2 separate regions of the Anas platyrhynchos genome follow, and region 1 is linked to region 2. Evidence: chromatin contacts called from public Hi-C data. All regions are on one chromosome and are shown on one strand. The core of a region is the stretch at or near the end of the contact, and the rest is flanking DNA. Distances in the headings are between cores, read along the strand shown.

What was found. A called contact is a pair of places that touch in the nucleus more often than the background predicts.
Region 1: a Hi-C map of skeletal muscle shows a contact between it and region 2, with 2.3 times the contacts expected there. The contact joins the promoter of FAM161A here to the promoter of USP34 in region 2. A contact is called at or near these places in 2 of 8 Hi-C or Micro-C datasets (liver and skeletal muscle).

Annotation. Positions count from the first base shown.
Region 1 is chr3:6,978,082-6,980,835 of IASCAAS_PekinDuck_T2T, reverse strand. It overlaps FAM161A (FAM161 centrosomal protein A), which reads left to right and starts at 1,481. Exons shown (of 6, transcript XM_072035250.1): 1 at 1,481-1,623; 2 at 2,476-2,729. The coding sequence starts at 1,552. CCT4 (chaperonin containing TCP1 subunit 4) reads left to right here. Exons shown (of 14, transcript XM_038177696.2): 14 at 105-305. The coding sequence ends at 119.
Region 2 is chr3:6,844,091-6,846,790 of IASCAAS_PekinDuck_T2T, reverse strand. USP34 (ubiquitin specific peptidase 34) reads left to right here and starts at 1,385. Exons shown (of 81, transcript XM_072035233.1): 1 at 1,385-1,633. The coding sequence starts at 1,591.

The sequences.
Region 1 (2,754 bases), core at 232-2,731, 130 kb before region 2:
CTTCTGCCATTTGGCCATCTAATATATATAGTGAGATGCTATAGTGACTAAAAAATAATATATTTGTTACCTATCTTATTTATGTTCTTGTGAACTCTTTGCAGGTGAACACTCGGTAAACTGAATAATGGAAGTTGGGACCGTGTTCCTTCTGTGTAGTCTGAAATGTGGTTTCCTCACCAAAAGCGCCTGTGTGAATTGTCTTAAGAAGTCCACAAAGGCTTACGTACTTTTGTCACATTAATTTAATAAAGTTTCTGGTTTCAACAAGGAAATGTTGTTATCAATAAACCTGCACTAGTCTACCTGAGTCTGTACTGTGTAGTTCTGATGAAAATAAGGTAACATTTTTAACGTTGCTTTCCAGACTATTTAGCTCTTGTAAAAATATATTCTGAAAATACCATTGAACTTCCACAACTTACACTGTATTACCACAGTAGTGTAGAATTGCTTTTCCTTGAGTTATCCACAGTGGAGTGGTACTTACTTTTCATTAGATCTGGTTCAACGTTTGAATTGTAGCTGTAAGAATACTATCACCTTCCTTGCCATGCTTTGTCTTCTGGAGACTGCTTTGGTTTCTGATACTACCCTACAACATCTTTCCATTAAATTTTATTTAAAATTGGTTTTGGTTACCCAGTGCAGCACTCTATTGTAGTATTTAAGTCTTAATTGTTTTTTTGTTTTTTTTTTTTCTTCTGTCATGGTGTTCAACTCCCCTTTCTGTTTAGGAAAAGCCTGGGAATGAAACGGGACAGCTCAAGTAATGTACATGTGTATATACACAAACTCAGGGAGAAGTCAAATTACCAACTATACATTTTTATACTGATGCAAATAATGCTCTATGAAGGAATTCATAGAATAAACATTACCGTCTGTTAGTATCTAAAGGAAATAACTGCCCTTGTTGAGAAAGGCAGTATTGCATTAGTTGTGCATTAGGACAGGAGCAAGCACAGTGCACATAAGTGAGCCAGTTCAGTAGGGAGAGCTGTACCCTACCTCAGCTACCAGGAAAGCCGTGGATTCCCCAGGTTTCGTACAAATAAGAGAGTTTGTGTCAAATATATTTCACAGTTTTGAATGTTTATAATTTTGAATATTTTAAAAATTGTTTCTTCAAATACTTTGCTATGATTTAAAGCTAAGTATGACAATCAGAATATATATATATAGTTAAAGGGACAATCAGTGGGGACAGTAGCATTCTGTGCATGTTATTTAATGCCCAGTTAAACGTACAAATCACACTTCATAACGGGATTACTTACAGCAAACACGTCTCAAACTGACTTTGCCAGTGTGGGTGCCAGCTCTGGTGAGGGCTTGCCCATCGCTTCAAGCTTCCAATTGTGGACACGACTCCCACGCGCTGTGTCCAGCGGCGTCGTTTTTTCACGGGTGTCTTTACATTGTGAAGGGCTGGGATTTCTGGCAGGACGGAGGCAGAGGCGTGGGGCCCCGCCTGCGCTCGCTAATCCCGGCTCCCCCCGCAGCGAGGCGGGCCCTGAGCGAGCCGGGACCGGCCCCAGCGCCGGAGCCATGGCAGCCGTGCCTGCGGCCCCCGGGCCCCGCTCCCCTCCCGGCGCCAGCAGCCGGGCCCCGGCAGCCCAGGTACCGCCGGCACGGGCACGGGGAGCGGGGAAGGGCGGCCGGGGGGAGCTGCTGGGCCCTTAAGCCCCGCGGCTGGCTGAGAGGGGTGGAGGAGGGGCAGTGCCGAAAGCCGGGGGAAGGGTTTGGGGCTTGGCGGGTGGGGGATGATGCAAAGAAAAGAAAGAAAAAAAAAAAAAGTGTGGAAGGGTGTTATGCTATTTGTTGTGCTATTTTTAGGTGAAGGAACTGGTCCTGTAGCTTCTTTAAGCAGCGCTTAACATAATGCAAAGGAAGCCTTTTTAATGCAGCCTAACCTGGGTTTAACAGCACTGGTTATTAAACTTGTGCAAGCTCTCCGAAGGGTGAGCCACCATGCAGCATGCTTACCTCCACACAAGGGCGGGCTGCCCAGCACTGTTTGAACTGAAGCTTGTGCAGATCCCGCTCACGGCACAGCGCGTTACAGAAATGGCTAAAGCAGCATTCATACAGCACCTAGTGACTTGACTTCAGAATGCTGCAAGACACAGAAGGGCGGTTTGTGGTTTAAGGCTTTTTTTAGAGCTATGTACTGAGCAAGGAAGGATTATGCTTTTTTTTTCTTTTTTTTTAACAAAATGGCCAAGCTTTTTTTCTTCTGATAAATCCTTGATCTCATTTCCTGATACAAACACATTGATTACAGAGACAGACTTCAGTAGCCTCAGGATATAAATTATTATACAATAAGATTATTCCATGTGACTCACGTGAAAATCCTTATCCAGGTATCTATGTGGTGTTACTACTTCATGAATTAGACAAATAAAGCAATGTTAAACACATTGTTGCTCTTTATCCTAAGAATCAGAAAAATTTACAAATCTCTTCTAGGATGCTCTTGATGTGGATTCAAATACTGACAGAGAGCAGACCCTCCCTCTACATGGAGACAGTGACAACTGGATAGACTTTTCCAAAATGTGCACTTCCAATCAAGAATATTACTTGAAGCTAGAAGAGTTGAAGAATGCCCATGTGGAGACCATGGCAAAGTTAGAAAGTATGTATCGGAATAAACTCTATTTAAAAGGAGTACAGCCTGTGGCTGTGGCCAGGAAAGATGCTGCTTCTAATGGGTGTTGCAGGTAAGTTTTGGGGTACCTCTTACCT
Region 2 (2,700 bases), core at 136-2,635:
CTGATCGCAGTGCACTGGCCCGCCGCGGGGCGGTACCACACCACCAGCAACCACCGCGATGCAGCTGCGAACTGCATGGATTCGGGAAGACCAGAGTGCGCGTGTGCACGATTTCGTGGGTTTAAAAAAAAAAATTTTTTTTTTTTTTAAACAGGAAACTGCCGCTCCAACAATTGTCTTTCGGAGGTCTGAAACGGCAACTCGGTGTCTCTGACAGACAGTTACGTGGTAGTTGTAATCGGCATAAATTGTGAAATTTTGTTTAGAAAATAAGAAACTTACGTTATAGGATAACTTAAAAGCCTTTTCATGAAAATGGGGGTATTTTCAGCTATCTATAGAAGCGGCACTTCCCATTAGACATCTATAATGCACTGTCTACCAAGGCAGCAAGCCCCTCTTTCACCAGGATCAAGAACTCCGCCGCACAGGAGGTAAAGAAAAATAAATTAAAATGCAGTTATTTGCACGTAACAATACCGTAGCACCTCGAGTATTTTATTTTCGGGAGGCCGGGCTCGGAAGAGCCCCCCCGGCGCCTCCCGCCAGTCACCTCAGCAGCCGCCGCTCGGGCTCCCCTCAGCAGGGCTGGGCGGGAAGGAGATGGCCGCCGCGCCTTCCTTCCTCCCCTCGCCCCGCCAGAGGGAAACGCCACTACCACGTAAAAGACGAGGGACCTCCCGGCCATAGGCAGCCTTCTCGCGTCGCAGCGTGCCGACAAAGCGCTCGCTGGAGCCCGGCGCGACGCGGTAAGCGCTCCCTTCAGGCCGGAGGTCCCGAAGGGCCGCGGCCGCTCCCCTCCCGCCGCGCCTCCCTCCACCTCCCTCCCTCCCGGGCCGAAGAAGCGGCCCCCAGCCCGCCTCAAGAGTTTAATAACGGCGGGGGGAGCACGGAGCGAGCCCGGGGGGCTCGGCCGAGGCTGCCCGGAGCAGCGGGGCAGCAAGCGGCGCGGCGCGGCTCCCCCCTCGCGGGAGGCGGGCGCGGCTCGGCGCTTCCCGCCCTGCCCAGGCTACGCGAGGCGCCGCAACCGCCGCCGCCATTTTAGCCCGGCGGCCCCGGCTGCCGGCCCGGCCCCTTCCTCCTCCTCCTCCTCCTCCTCCTCCTCGGCCCGGGGGGAGGAAGGCGGGGCGAGAGGGACGGGAGGAGGGACCCGGCCGCCTTCGCCCGCTGCCTGGTCGGAAACTGCCGAGCTGAGCCCGAGCGCCCCGTCCTCCTCCTCCTCCTCCTCCCCCCCCCTTCGCCGCCGTCCCCTCCTCCTCCTTCCCCCTCAGCAAAATGGCGGCGCGTGGAGCCACTGGGAGCCAGTGAGTGACTCGGCTTCTCCTCCCCGCCGCCGCCGCCGCCGCCACAGGCTCATTTGCATTGATCAGCCGCCCCATCCCCCCCTCCCCGATCCCACAGCGGCCCCGGCCTCTCCCCCCTCTCCCTGCCCGGCCCTGCCCTGCCCTGCCCTTCCCTTCCCGCCCCCTCCCTCCCCTCCCCCCGGCTGACCCCCGCCCCGGCCCCCATCAATCATCAATCAGCAGCACCGAGCGGATCAATCAATGGTCGGGAGGAGGCGGCGGCGGCGGCTGCTGCTGTTAATGAACAATGTGTGAGAGCTGCGCCGAGCTGCTGGAGGTGTTAAATGAGAGTAAGTGCGGCCGCCCTCCCCCGCTACCCTCCCCCCCGGCGCTCCCCGGCCCGGCCCGGGACCCCGCGGCCCCCGCAGGGGCTGGCTCACGGCCCCGCTTCGCCTCCTTCCTCCCTCCCGCCCTTCCTCCTTCTCCTCCTCCTCTTCCTCGCCGCCGCCAGGCTCGGGCCTCCCGGCCGCGGGGTGGCCGCCGAAGGGGCGACCTGCCCGCTGCGCGGCTCCCCCCTGCTCTTCTTCCTCCTCCTCCTCCTCCTCCTCCCCGAGGCCTGTCCCCGTGTCCCCCCCGGTTTGGCCCAGGAGCCCCCCCAGGGGTGCGCGTGTGTGTGGGGCCGGGCGGGGACGGAGCCCGCCGCCGGCAGCCGCAGCGGGGCCTAGCTGGCTCCGGCTCGCTGAGGAGCTGCCCGCCAGCCGCTCCGGGGGCTGCTCGGCAGCTGGAGGCCGGGCCTGGGCCGGCCGCCTTTTAAAGAAGGCGGCTCCGAGGGCTCCTGCCTCCCCTCGGCAGCCCGAGGGGAAGGGACGAGGCTGGGAGCCGGCGCCCTGAGGAGAGCGGCCGGGCTCGGCGGGGGGCTCCGCCTCGGGGGTGCCCTCCTGCTGCTCACCCCCGAGCTTCCCCCTGCACAGGTGCCGGCTAAAAAACGGGGAGGGCCGTGGGGGGGGGCCGGCAGGTGGCCCCCCGGCGATCCCCGGCTCGTCTGGGGCACGAGATCGCCGAGATCCCCTCGCCCCCCCCTGCAGTAGGCCTCGTGTGGCCCCTGCAAGCCGCTGGCGGCTCTCGGCGGGCTGCGAGGCACCTTCCTCCCTCCCCGGGCCGTCTGGGGAGCTGCTGCCTGAACAAAGACCCCCAAACGGTATTTCTGGGAGATGCCGAGGGATTTAACCAACTTACCTCGTGAAGTTGGGGGTTAGCGGGAAGTTTGGCTATCTGAAATCTTCAGCGTAAACGTTTTCCTGGTCACACACCACAGTGGGTTTAGAAGCAAAGCCGCTTCCAATAAACTGAAACACAGAATGCTACCTAGAGCGGGACCCGGGTAGAGCTTGCCTTCTTTCTCTCTTCTTTTTATTAA